Linked DNA regions of Zea mays: region 2 is linked to region 1. A link is a contact called in public Hi-C data. All regions are on one chromosome and are shown on one strand. Each heading gives the region's core, a stretch centred on a gene start, on an enhancer-like site or on the middle of the called end of the contact. The rest is flanking DNA. Distances are from core to core; before and after follow the strand shown. Region 1 holds the start of LOC100384594 (Ascorbate-specific transmembrane electron transporter 2). Region 2 holds the start of LOC100194053 (Thylakoid lumenal protein TL20.3 chloroplastic).

The links. A called contact is a pair of places that touch in the nucleus more often than the background predicts.
Region 2: a contact with region 1 is called in a Hi-C map of ear, with 2.3 times the contacts expected there. The contact joins the promoter of LOC100194053 here to the promoter of LOC100384594 in region 1. A contact is called at or near these places in 2 of 25 Hi-C or Micro-C datasets (ear and tassel).

The regions. Positions count from the first base shown.
Region 1 is chr5:193,081,668-193,088,674 of Zm-B73-REFERENCE-NAM-5.0, forward strand. It overlaps LOC100384594 (Ascorbate-specific transmembrane electron transporter 2), which reads right to left and starts at 3,189. Exons shown (of 4, transcript NM_001177098.1): 1 at 2,743-3,189; 2 at 1,918-1,966; 3 at 1,630-1,832; 4 at 1,012-1,554. The coding sequence starts at 2,892. The coding sequence ends at 1,246. It overlaps TRNAP-UGG (transfer RNA proline (anticodon UGG)), which reads left to right and starts at 3,681; the gene lies at 3,681-3,752. LOC103627474 reads right to left here. Exons shown (of 10, transcript NM_001350321.1): 9 at 6,274-7,007; 10 at 5,814-6,194. The coding sequence ends at 6,078.
Region 2 is chr5:193,443,689-193,450,296 of Zm-B73-REFERENCE-NAM-5.0, forward strand. LOC100194053 (Thylakoid lumenal protein TL20.3 chloroplastic) reads left to right here and starts at 3,946. Exons shown (of 6, transcript NM_001139110.1): 1 at 3,946-4,295; 2 at 4,389-4,418; 3 at 5,302-5,408; 4 at 5,990-6,024. The coding sequence starts at 3,982. LOC103627476 (probable acyl-activating enzyme 2) reads left to right here and starts at 2,548. Exons shown (of 2, transcript XM_008647772.4): 1 at 2,548-2,799; 2 at 2,997-3,835. The coding sequence starts at 3,054. The coding sequence ends at 3,461. LOC118471963 (heavy metal-associated isoprenylated plant protein 33-like) reads left to right here. Exons shown (of 3, transcript XM_035958902.1): 1 at 1-20; 2 at 332-407; 3 at 654-1,319. The coding sequence ends at 1,165.

The DNA.
Region 1 (7,007 bases), core at 1,939-4,438:
TGGCAAGTTGATTGCGCTCCAGCTAAAATCTGATTCTGCTTGTAAGTCATGCAGTGGCGGACCCAGAAATTGGCTAAGGCCCGGGCCAAAGTGACTATAAACTTTATACATCTTCGTTTTGATTGTTACTGGCTTCTTGTATCTGAAACATTTTACAAACACAATAAAACTCTATAAAACATCTAATTAAAGCCTTAAAAGTTAAAAGGATAGAGAAATTAAGGGCACTGTTGAACACTTGAACACATACCGTCTACCGAGGAGGCCAGGAGGGCGCGGCCGTGCGGGCGCCGCGGTGTTGGCTGGCGCACGGCGTCAGCTGGCCGCGCCGCAGAGGGCGCGACGACGCGTGGCCGGGCTGCGGACAAGGCCAGTTGGCTAGCGCGCGGCGTCGGGTGGCACTGGCAGAGGGCGTGTGGCTAGGCTCGCGACCTAGCGTGCTCCCTGGCCCATGCTTCCCGTGACTCCGTGTGAGCTTCTGAGCGGACACGACCACAACTGATGAGGGTGTGAAGAAGCTAAACTTCTAACTATAATGCATGATTTTGAAAAAAAAAATGAGATTTTAAAGAAAAAAATTATGAAGGATTTTGACTTACTCGGATTTAATCCCACTTAATCCCGTCTAATCAACATGGATTGAGCATTAAACAATCATGCCCTATATAGTATGGTTTTAAAGACGAGTAAACGGTATATCACATACAATCCCAATTGACAAATATACCCCCACCGTCTTATCGGATTATTATTGGATAAAAATAACTCCATTATGTTTTTCTCATGCACTACAGCAAACCCGTGCAAATAAGTGGGAACTGAGACGATAGATAACTCCATTATGACAGTGAACATGCATATAACCTTTATCACTTTCTGTTAGGTAGTTCCAGTGGCTGATTCTGAACCAGCACAATTCAAAGTCAGCTCAATTTGCAATAAATATCAGCAAAACAGTAGAGATAGCGCATTTATCAAGAAGAATACTGATGAAAGCAAATACAGACATTTATGAAGCAGGATATTCAATTTTGCATATACTGAAATTTTGAAGTATCACAGAATGTATCTCTACTAATCCTTAAGACAATAGTGTAGACATATACAAACACAATGAAGATGCACTATCTTCTTATCGTGATAACTCCATGATCTTCTTCTCCTTAATAAAGAGAGATGAATATCTTAGCTCCATATGGTAACAGCCAATCCTGGCAACTGCATATGATGTACATTTCATTTGTACTAGTTTTCTGGAATTGGAACATAACCCTGTGGTTCTTCAAGGCGAACTGGAGCTATAGCAGCCACCACAACAGAGGCACCAAACAACACGACAACCAACGCTGTGAAGTTCACCAAGAATGCCTCTGTGCCGTATTTGTCGAGACCCGAGCTCTCGAGGAAAGTGAGCTTCTCAAGAAAGCCGAGTTCCGCATTAGCCAGTGCTAAGATGTAGACAAAGAGCCCAAAGAGTATGTGCCAAGGAAGAACACCCTTCTTCACGTTTGGCGCAGCACCAGGGAAGAAGAATGTAACGAATCCAACTATCCACTGTGATAAATTAGGCAAATATAAGTGCAATCCCAATCCAACTATCTAACTTTGCCATCATATGCATGACCTTACCTGAATACCATACAAAGTAATCGTCCCTATCCCAATCCAAGAGTGCAAACTGTAAAGATTGGCAATCCCACTCTCATTATGATTTTTGAAGGCGAAATATATTCCAACCGCACCAAGGACAAGTGCAATCCCGTGGAGAACTAGATGGATCAGCTTATTTGTCTCGTGGTTCGATGTTGGAAGTACCCTGTATACCATTATAGCTGACAACGACGAACAAGATGTTACTAAACTAAAATCTGTCATGTGACAGAAAAGAGAAGCCTGGAAAACATTTAAATCATTTACCTTCGCCGCCGATGATAATATAACCGATAAGCATAAGAACAGGGTGAACCTGCAATGTTTAACATGTGATGGACTCTAAATCAACTTATTATTCTGATTCAGTTTCAAAAAATAAAAACTTATTGCTCTGATTCACTAAAAACTGTACAGACGAAACAAATGGTTAGCTTGAAGCAATAGATAGGGTTTCGTGATTTGAAAGGTAATTGATGAAACCTCAGGAGGGCAGGCAGACAGCAAAATGCTTTCTAACTAACATAGGCCACAACCTCAGCCAAATAAACACGTATTAAGTGCTCTGCTAGTTTTAGCTAGAGATTCTGAATAGCGGCATAATTGAAGTCCTGGATTGCAGAGAACTGAAGGTCCAAAAGCTGATGGCTCTTTGTGAATTCTAGCTCATGGCCTCTCTCTCTCTCTCTCTCTCTCTAGTTTGAGAGGATTCGTGGATCGTAGAATCTGGGCGAGCTGGATTGTGTAATTTAGTACTCCACAATCCAGCTCGTGCAGCAGCCTATGTGTAATTTAGTAGAAAGCTACTACGGGGTATAAAAGATAGAATCCACAATCTCTGACTGAAGCAAAGAAAGCTAGAATCCACACGCTCGCCGACAGAACTGCACAATAACACTTCTTGATAATTCTATAATTCTACTAGATTTAAATTTCCTCACTTTTCTAGCTCGTGAAGCAGCCTACACGCGCTCACGTCGACGCGACGTCAAAGGGGAAAGAAAGCAAACAAAAGGGAAAACACGCGTCCCCAAAACAAGTTGTCGGCGTTGAAGCAACCAGCGCGGGGAGGGGAGAGGCAGTAGTACCCACGTTGAAGATGAGGTTCTTGTTGGTGGCCTCGATGGCGAGCCCACCGCGGAAGTAGATGGCCCAGACCAACACCATGGCCGCCGCCGCGACGGCCAGCGCGTGCGCCGCGTACGTGAAGGGCGCCGCCCGCACGCCAAGGCCAAGCCCCATGACGTTTTCTTCGCTTTCCTCTTCGTCGCCCCCTTTGCCTTGCCACCCGCGGCGCGCTGCTGCTGGCACAGTGCCACCAACGCTCAACGGCGTCCGACGCAACGACTGGAGGGACTGAATGCGGGAGCGTGGTGTCCCCGCACCGTCGTCTCCTATAAAAATGGCAGGGATTTCGTTGGTTTTTGTTGTTTGGTTTTTTCGCTGTCACTAGAGCATTCTATCGAACATGTTCGGTGTACGAGTACCTTATATAACTTGGTTCATATCTGTAGATTCTCGTGCTACCGAGAGCTCAAGTTTTTAGCTTGTTACTTCTAGCGTGATCCGTAGCCTTCGTGTGTGTTGAGATTTGAGAAGAATCAAGGTGCCACCTGCGTCCGCGGGACCCAGCGCGAGAAAGCAACAGCAAATCGCTAGCGCGGAAAAAACTTGCACCGGTCTGGCGACGACCGGTGGGTTGTTGGAACTCGTGACCAAGAGCTGTGCTACCCTTTGAAGACCAGAGGATAGCATACTTCGTCTTCTCCTGTGCTCTGGTGTTATCAGGCTTGGTGACGTGGTCAGTGGTCACTAGCATGGGTCTCTGATTCTCCGTCCGCCGACTACAAGGTTACAGGTAAACTTCGTGAGGATCGCTGGCTGATGGTAACTGATTGCGGAAAACTGGCATGAGGGCCGCGTGAGAGTTCAGAACTCGGCGTTTGCGTTTTGCAGCCCTGCTCCCGCGTCTTCCTCGTCGTTTCGTAATGATCCTATAATTAACCTAGCGTTTGATGTCATAAGCATAAGGGCATTTGGTCTAGTGGTATGATTCTCGCTTTGGGTGCGAGAGGTCCCGAGTTCGATTCTCGGAATGCCCCTATATTTATAAAATATTTTTTTTATTTCTGTTGATTGTCTGGGCTGCTTTTTTGTTGCAATTTCTTTTGCTGGTTCAGACACATGAATATGATTGATATATTTATTTCCATGTACTAGTTTGGAACATGGTAACGATATTGGTATATATAGAGGCAAAATAGTACTTAACTCCACGACTTCCGCACAGAATTACAAAAAATGTGGTGCTAACTGCTAGAGCTGTTTACGCTGCCGTTTCAGCCAAAAAAAATGATGTGTATTCTAGCTTTTATTCGCTAGTGGGAACTGCTGCTTGGCTCGTTCGTCTGCTGCGGGCCGCTGGCCGGAACATCCGGCTGCGCCGTCGACTGAGAGTTGCCCGCGTCTCCGGCCGGCGCACTGTGCTCGTTATCATCGTCTCGCTTATTTTCATTCGCGTCCACGACGGGTGCCGATGCCCGGCCGGCGTGCCGCGCCTGGGGAGGAAGCCGGTCCAAACGGGCCTTGGCGTGGGCGCTTCGGGAACTGGTCGCGGCCTGCTCGGAACGGGCGGGGGGCCGGAAACCGGCGCTGCGGCGCAGGTGGACGTTGTTGCCCTTGGGAGTAGAACGGGTGGGGGCATGACTGACGGCTGACGCTGCTGCGGCGCGGGCGGACCGCGGACGTCCTTGGAAGTGGAACGTCCCGTATACCGGCGTCTCGTGGTACTGCGACCCGAATGCGGTCTGGCCTCCGACTCCGACCAACGAACGGGGAATCGGCGCCGGCGGACGGTTCTCCAGCACTTTCGCCGGCAGATCGCCTCTGTTCGTCAGGTACTCCGCGGCGAGGCGGCCGGTAGCCATCAGAACGGCTTCACTCTCTTGCGGTGCCATCTGCAGTTCAGGCGGCACCGGGGGGCGGTAGGGTGGACCTGGCCCGTAGCCGAAGCCGCTGCCATATAGTACCCTCGTCCTGGCTGCATCGTCGGTCGTAATTAGACGGGACTCTGTTTCTTGACGTCCAGAAGACGAACGCGTGCCGACTGAACTTGAGGCATCGAGGGGTTAGGCTTGTTCGGTTATTTTCAATCCATATGGATTGAAAGGGATTGATACGGATTAAACGAATTTTGATTTACTAGAGATTGAAACCCCCTCAATTCCTCTTAATCCATATGGATTAGAGTAGAACCGAACATAGAGCGAGTTCGATATTCGTCTCCGACTCGGGCACACAGGAGTTTTTTTTTTAATTCTCTTTTTCGAGGAACTCACTGATAGTCACAGTATGTCCTTGTTTTTTTAAGAAAATAACAATGTGGCCTAGTTTTTTTTAAAAAATAGCAATGTAGCCTAGCATCTATCAATCTTTATACTCGGATCAAAAACAAATTCTAATCTGCAAATTTCAAGTGTTTGTGGCTTTGTGTCGGCCTGTTTGTTTCAGCTTTTTTAAGATTTTGCACTTTTTAGCTTTTGAATTTTCTAAAACCTAAACAACTTTCATAGGTTAAAAGCCCTAAAGTTCATCCTAGTGAGCTTCATAGGGTTTTTCACTTTTGAATGGTCCAAAAAATTGAAGTTCAAAATCTCTAAAAAGCAGAAACAAACAAGCCCAAAGCGATAGCCCAAGTACCTATCTGTTGAAGGCCCTGTTTGCAATAGCTCCAGCTCCAGAAATTTCGTGGAGTTGATGGAGCATGTCATTAGGTGCTCCAGAAAATCGTGAAGCTAGCATTGTAGGTTTTTAGAAGACATTTAGATAAGTTATTTTATTTATTATATAGATTAAAATAGTTTTAAAACTATTTAAATTGATATTATAAACTACAGCTTTACATTGGAGCTGGAACCTAGAGACATCCTAAACATCCCCTAAGATATCGAATTAAGCAGTAGACTAGTGACATATAAGCCTGAAAATGAAGCCAAACAAATGGGATAGACAAAAGACCTTTGAGGATACGCACCTTTGGGGATATGCCAATAATGCCATACCCTCACAGTTTCAGAAAATGAATAGCTATCCATGCCGCCATGCGAGCATCATAAATGCAAACACATGTCAACAAGATTACTGCAGTGAAACCTGAACCTATAGAAGATGATAGTGGCACATAAATTTCATATAAGTTGAAACAGACAGGATATAAGTCTAACAAGGATACATTCAATCATTCCCAGGAGTGCTAAAAACAATATGTACATTGACAGCTCCTGCGAGGTTAATGATGGTGGCGAGTTCTCATGAAGAAATATTTCATGGATTGTCTTAACCAAAACATTAAAAAAAAACTTACATGTGGGCACCTTCTCCTAAAATAACACGCTCTGGGTGTCCAGGACATTACTGGACCTGATAATCTACGTACCTTCTTCATGGTACTTTTTAGGGAAGCCACATCCAACACCGGGGCTGCTTTGATGTCTCCAAACCAGCTTGCTTTGTTTTTCGTTCCCATATGTTGCAAATGTAAGTTTCTGCAGAAGATTGTCTAGATTAACAAGCATCCTAAACACTAGCATGCAAAAACAAATTCTGCCGTATGTAATTACATACTTGTCTCGCTCTCTTGTCAAGAGGAGTCCATGTTGGCTCGATGGATGGCATTATGCTCTTTTCATGATTTATGCTAGGTTGTGCCTTGAAATCCTTTCTTACCCTATGGCTCTGTGCTTTAGTTCCTCCCCTGCCTTTCCCATACCTACGAACCTCATTTGAAGGGCTCTGGTCCCTCAAAAGCGTGTTTATATCTCTTCGATATCTGAAAGATTCAATATCTGAACGGTTCTGGTCCCTGAAAGGGGCATCTTTATTTCTTTCATATCTGAAAGATTCAATTGGAGGAGCACTCAGAATTCTTGAGGAGCCATCCCTTGTTCTTGAATTTGGCTGCGTTGAAACACTGCATCTAGATTGCTCTCGGCATGCTTTTCTGTTTTCATTCATTCGCCTTAGATAGTCAATTTCCCAGCCTGAGCCTTGTGATGCTCCATGACAGCCAAAATCCTGTTTCAGAAAAGAAAGTGAAGGTACTGGAGTCTGCATTATTTCCTGTCTTGGTTCATGATATCTGACACCCTGATCATTTCTGCCAGAGCTTGTGGCGAAATCCCCATGCACATGACCTGCCCATGTCTGATTTATACTACATGGAACGTCCCAGCTACCAGGGTCATTATTGATCTCCAATGCGGATGGGAATGTTGGATGACTGGAAGTTGTACAGACTGATGGTAAGCTGGCGGGAAAGGAACTTCTGATTGGCTGTTTAGCTCCCAATTCGGATTGCT
Region 2 (6,608 bases), core at 2,696-5,195, 360 kb after region 1:
TGCTGTTGTTCTCTGTTCCTGTTCGTGTTCTTCTCCCGCCGCTGATTCCAGCGTTTCCGAACCAGATGTGAAGCCGCTTGCTCTGCGATTGATGGTTGCGGGCTGCAACGTTGTCTGAGGTGCGTGGTCAAGTCGAGGCGAAGATGAGCAGGTGAGTTCGCTTCGCTCTGCTTCTGCTTCTTCTTGCCGTTCGACTCAACCACCGCACCCCACCTACACACACGCACACAGGTTCATTGTTTTTGTTCATTCCAACACGAAGTGTGTGCATGCCTGTTCTCTGAACATCCGTTCTTTTTTTTCTTCTGTTGGATGGTTGGTTCACTCCCAGACCTGCGCGCTGAAAGTGAATATCCACTGCGATGGGTGCGAGAAGAAGGTCAAGAAGATCCTGCACAAGATCGATGGTAACAAACAAACATTCTTCTAAGTCAAATTGCTTCATTCTTTTTCTTTCTTTCTTTTTAAAAAAGACCCCGGGCTTTGCTCTCTTGTGTTGTGCTCGCACAACTCACTGCCTTGGATCCTAGTAAACGCTTGGTTCTGTTCTGTCTGCTCAGATTTGCTGCTTCTGTGTTCTGAAAACGCATTTCCCCCTCGTAATCTTATCGTAAGTAGGAATAGAAATGAAAAAGTGCTGCGCTGATCTGCAGGCGTGTACCAGAGCAGCATAGATGCAGAGCAGGGGAAGGTGACGGTGTCCGGCCTCATGGATCCGGCCACCGTCATCAAGAAGCTCAACAAGGCGGGCAAGCCGGCGCAGCTGTGGGGCGCCAAGCTTGACGTGGTGAGCCAGCTCCAGAAGCTGCAGCTTGGCGGCGGCGGCGGCGGCGGGAAGGACAAGCAGCCCAAGGGTGGCGACGGCGGCGCGAAGGGCCAGCAGACCAAGGGCGGCGGAGGAGAAGGAGGAGGAGGCAAGGGCGGGAAAGATGCGAACATGGTGCTGCCGCAGCCGACACCACAGCAGATGCAGCAGGTGATGCAGATGAAGGGCATGAAGCTGTCTCATGTGCTCGGTTGGGCGCGGGTGGGCGGCGAGGTTTCGCGGTGGCGGGGTTTTCGGTGCTCGGTTGGGCGCCGGTGGGTGTATGGTAGGCGGCGAGGTTTCGCGGCGGCGGCGAGCGTTCGGTTGCGGCGATTTTCGCGGGGGCTAGGCGTGCGGTAGCAGCGATTTTCGCGGGGGCTGGGCGCGCGGTAGCAGGAGGAGGTTGTAGAGGCGGGGGCAGTCTACGCTCCACTCTTAATAGTTGTAGAGATATCATGTAATAGCCACTACTAAAATATCCTAATAATCACGATATTATGCATGTGGATCATGAATTCTTCATTCATAACAAGTGCATGCACACCTACTTATATTTCCAATATCACGAATTCCTCCAAGTCGCTTGGTTTCTACATGTCGTTTCCACTTAGGGCTTATTCGGTTATCCGGGGTTCATTATAGAACTATACCTACCTAGAATAATTGTCTAATTTGTATAATAATTGTTCACCTAGAACAATTCATGACCTCATTCTGATATAACCGAACAACCCTATTCGATGAGAGAGTATGATGATTTATCACATATATCTAAATCCAGACAAGCACATGTTCTAAGACATTTATAGAAACAATTGCTCAAGTATTGGCTTAGGATTTTAGAACTTAGGATAAGAAATAAAGATTCAGATTTTTTACCTCCCTTATTACCTCAATCACTTTTATCACGATTTTTAATGTGTATTCACTTTATTGCCTTTTTAGGTTTATCATATTATTAGTACGGGCATCTTAGTAGTAGATAAATAAATTTTCAATTTAGTATATGTCCTAGTGCTTCATGGTCCATTCAAACATCAACAAAGCACAGAGAAAAAAGTTACCGGTCACGGCCATAGCTAGAACTTGGAATCGAATGAGTTCTAGATGAACAACTACCATTAGCCTATTACTTCCTTGAATTAATTGCTACAATATTTCTTCAACAGGGTGGATGAGCATGCAAGTTAATTTGAGGTTGTATCTGCCAAATGACGATGACAATTTCAGTACAGAAGGATAATAATGGTCATAAGCATCACATAACAAAAGGCCAGGGGCTTACTTTTCTGGAATAATCTTTGTGGCTAAAAGAATTCGGAATAATCTTTGTGGCTGAAGGCAGAAAACCACGAGCACATAAGCTTTGGAGTCATGCTCATTGTACTATCACATATATATTACCACATAATAAAAGAGGTAAAGTATGAATCATATATTTTAAATAATAGATCAATTATGCCATTTAGTGATAAAGCTTTGGAGTCTGCTGTACGGCATTCGCCTCCAGCGACGGCCGCGCTTACACGTAGTGGTGCCACTGCTAGAATTTGTCAGGAACACAAGCACACAAGAATCCGAAAATGAAAGGCAGCAGCCAGCAGGGAACACGCCGGGCCTGGAACTGGGTCAGTGCCGTCTACAGGTGGTGGACGCAGTCGTATGTGTTGATGTCGTCTGCCGTGCACCTGAGGTCCAAGCGCCGCCGCCCGCACGAGTGCTGCTCGCCGCGCGCCTGAGCGCCATCCGCAGTTCGTTCAGGCCGCCTAGGCCGCACGTCCGACTCCCGAGCGCTGCCAACCACACACCTAAACGCGCCGCTCACGCCCATCAGCTTCCTCGAGCGCACCACGCTCGTCTACCCCGACCGCCCCTCCATCGTCGCCGCTGGACACGACGCCGCGCCGCCGCCCCGCACCTGGCGGCAGACCCGGGACTGCTGCCTCCGCCTCGCCGCCGCGCTCGCGGGGCTCGGCGTCGCGCGCCGTGACGTGGTAAGTCTCTGTCCAGCCGTTGCCTTGCCTCGGTAGATTCGGGCGTTATTTACCTGCCGCCGTCCAAGCATTCACTTTTACTGCTCTTGTTGTTCTCCATCCTGGCTGTCTCTCTCGATTTGCTGCTGCTTCTAGTACCGAATCGAATCGAACTTGCCGACCGGTCCTCAACCGAAGCCGTTGCTGCCCCCGTGTAGGTTGCGGTGTTCGCGCAGAACATCCCGGCCTTCTGCGAGCTCCACTTCGGCATTCCCATGGCGGGCGCCGTGATCTGCGCGCTCAACTCGCGGCTCGACGCCGGCATGGCGTCCGTGCTGCTGCAGCACTCGGAGGCCAAGGTCGTGTTCGTGGACGCCGTGCTGCTGGGCGTCGCCCGGGAAGCGCTCCGCTTCATCTCCCAGCAGGCCGGCGGAGCGAGCAGGGTACCCGCCGTGGTGCTAATCAACGGGGCGCTCGACGAGCCGCCGCCAGCGGCGACAGGAAACAACAAGATCCCAGGCGTCGATCGATGCTACGAGTACGAGGCCCTCCTCAGCAACAGCAGAGGCGGCGATCCAGAGTTCTTGATCCGGTGGCCGGACGATGAGAACGAGCCGATCGCGCTGGATCTGCGTGCAGGGGCGGTGAATCGCGGGGAGGGGCGCTGGATCTGCGGGCGGTGAATCGCGGGGGGGGGGGGGGGGGCGGTGAATCGCGGGGAGGGGCGCTGGATCTGCGGGCGGTGAATCGCGGGGGGGGGGGGGGGGGGCGGTGAATCGTGGGGAGGGGCGCTGGATCTGCGGGCGGTGGGTGAATCGCGGGGGGCGGGGGGCGCTGGATCCGCGTGCGGGCTGACGTGAGCGCTGAGCGGGATTCGCGGCGTGGACGTTGAGGCGGGGGCAGTCTACGCTCCACTCTTAATAGTTGTAGAGATGTTATCGGCTATGTGCACTCTAGTTGTGTAGAGGATGGCTTCCATGTTGTATCTGCGTGATGCTAACTCTTGAGGGCGTTTAGTTTGTGAATGTGATAATGCAGTAGCGCCGGATCTTTTCTTCGCGCCCGTGTCGCGAGACGGCTCCGCTAGCAGTTACGTGTTCGCGCGCAAGCCGCCACCACCACCAGTCTGTCCCGTTCCCCACCTCACCCTCTTCTTCCCTATACTCGGGCTACACCTGCGACCACTGCTCACCTGTCGCGGCCATGACTCCCGCATCCACCTCCCCTCTCGCCGCCGCCGTCCTGCCCACGAACTTATCTTCCTTCTCTCGCTGCCCACCTCGCCGCCTCCCGCGCATCTCCTGCCTGGCAGCGCCCGAACGCGGGGGCAACAATGCGTCGAACGCCTCGCCGGCACCGCAGCAGCCGAGGTGGGGTGCCGCGGTATCCGCCGCGCTCGCGGCGGCCGTGGTTGCCGCCTCTATGCCAGCTTACGCGGACCTGAACAAGTTTGAGGCCGAGCAGCGGGGCGAATTTGGCATTGGCTCTGCCGCGCAGTTCGGCTCGGCCGATCTCAAGTATGCCAGCACCTCTGCTTCTTCATCTCTTCTTCATGACCATTTTGTTGTTACATTGCCTAGGTAATTTGCTTTGTTTTAATGGTCTTACAGGAAGGCTGTCCACGTTAACGAGAACTTCAGGTGGGTCCTTAATTTCACTTGTACCGAGTTAGAATCCCCTAGTTTTTCAATGGCAACATTAAAGGAATAGTTAGTAGAAAGGAAATATATTTTCAACTTCGATAATTATACCGGATATAACTTAGCTTGCTTTCTGCCTGTTTCGGTCTGATGTGATTTTGGCCGTATGGAAATTTAAGTATTAGCGATAAACTTCACGGATATAACGATGGCAGTTGTGAGTTTATAAACTGAATTGTTTCCAAAATAGTCCAGCATTGTGTGTGTATGCATTTTATGAGCATTGCTTTAACTCATAGTTACAAGTTACTAGATGGAAACAACTTGTTGTATGAAATGCCTATTTATGGAGAAAGTGTGTAACAAATATGCTACAGAATTACTATAACGCCCCGTTTGGATCCTTGGAATTGAATTCCATTCTAATAATAGTAATTTAGACACATATCAATTAAGTTAATTTGGTTTTATACAAAATATATTGTATACTATTATTAGCATAATGTCGGGGATATTTATGTGCTACATTTTTACTATGGATGAGTGAGTCGTAGAGCGTCAAGTTGTAGAGTAGAAACAAATTCTACTGATACATAAAATCATTTCACGTCCTCTACCCTATTAATTTGAGATATGCTTATATCTGAACTTTAGAAAGTGGTGGAATGTTAAATTCCAAGGTAATATGTTACTTTATTAAGTAAATTCCAATTCCTCCAAAATGAATGAATCCAAACGACCCGTAACTGTAAGTACAGTGTTGTCAAACCAGAATAAGAGTAATTATCTGTGATATGGATAAGGTCATAAGGATAACTAAAGGAACAATAGTTTTTTCTATTCCTCATCTCTCATTTACATAATGCATCATTTGTTGCTTTAGGCGGGCCAACTTCACATCCGCTGATATGAGAGAGTCAGATTTCAGTGGTTCCACATTCAATGGTGCCTATCTTGAAAAGGCTGTTGCTTATAAGGCAAATTTCACTGGTGAGCGAAACAACTTTTTATTAGGCAGATAGGTCAATATTCACTTTCTATATTCTCATACATGATGTGTGTGCTTGATGTGCAAAACTACCTTTATTTAATGGCTTGATGCACATAACTATATTTGTTTAGTGGTCAGTGGTCCTCTAACGTACCTTACTCTAGAAGCTAATCAACCAGAGATATCATAGAGTACCTCTTATCTGGTACTTGCCTCACAACCATCTCAGTATAAAACCAGAACAAGAAGCTAACTGCAGTTCTTGTTTCTCTTCTGGTTTCAAGTTGACTCATCATACTATTTATATCAAAGTTCGGTAGTAGTTCTGGTCTTCTGGGCCCTGGCATTCATTAAAACCTGATTATGTGGGATCCCCACATCTGTCTTCCCAGCACTTTATCTAGAATCGTAGAAACTGACCTTATTTTTAGCGAAAACCAAAGTAAATTACAGAACTGAGACTCTATATCTGAATCTTTCTATCTTGTTGATGTGATTTTACTGCATTTGAGAGTATGCCCTTGAAACGAGTTAGACTCTGTGTTTTATTTTTAACGGTGCTGTTGTTTTACCTTTACAGGTGCTGATTTGAGTGATACATTAATGGACCGCATGGTAAAAACTGAATTAGTACTTTTAGGTTTTAGCTTTGTCATATTGTTGCACTATACTTATCCCCCCCCCAAATGCATGTGATTTTTATGTTTATTGAAATATATGGGCCATATTTCAGTGATTATAGGCATAGATGGAGCATACATAACTACACATCTACATTCTAGGTCAACTTTAAAGGTTGACCCTATGTTTTCCCTTTTTCTATAGTAATAAATTATGGTGATAACCCTTCTTGATTTTTGAGGTTAATAAAGGAAATCACAATAGGACCCAAGTTGATTAATTATTGGAATGTTATCTTAACTTTGAGTTCTAATACTTATATCATTGTCTTCCTCTGTTTCTAGTGTCCTTTCAGCAAATATTTGAATAACATGGATAAACCTAATTCTTTGATAGATCAGAGTTTCAGGGGTTGTAGGATGAGATAGTAGAGTGAAAGTGTGAGACAATAAGGAAGCTTTAAAATGAAAAATTGAATATGTTGTTTATATATTGTGAGATAACATGGAAGTGGACCGACGTGTGTCGGGACAGCCAACCCAGTCAGCGTCGGTGTAGACCACGAGCTCCGACGTCGG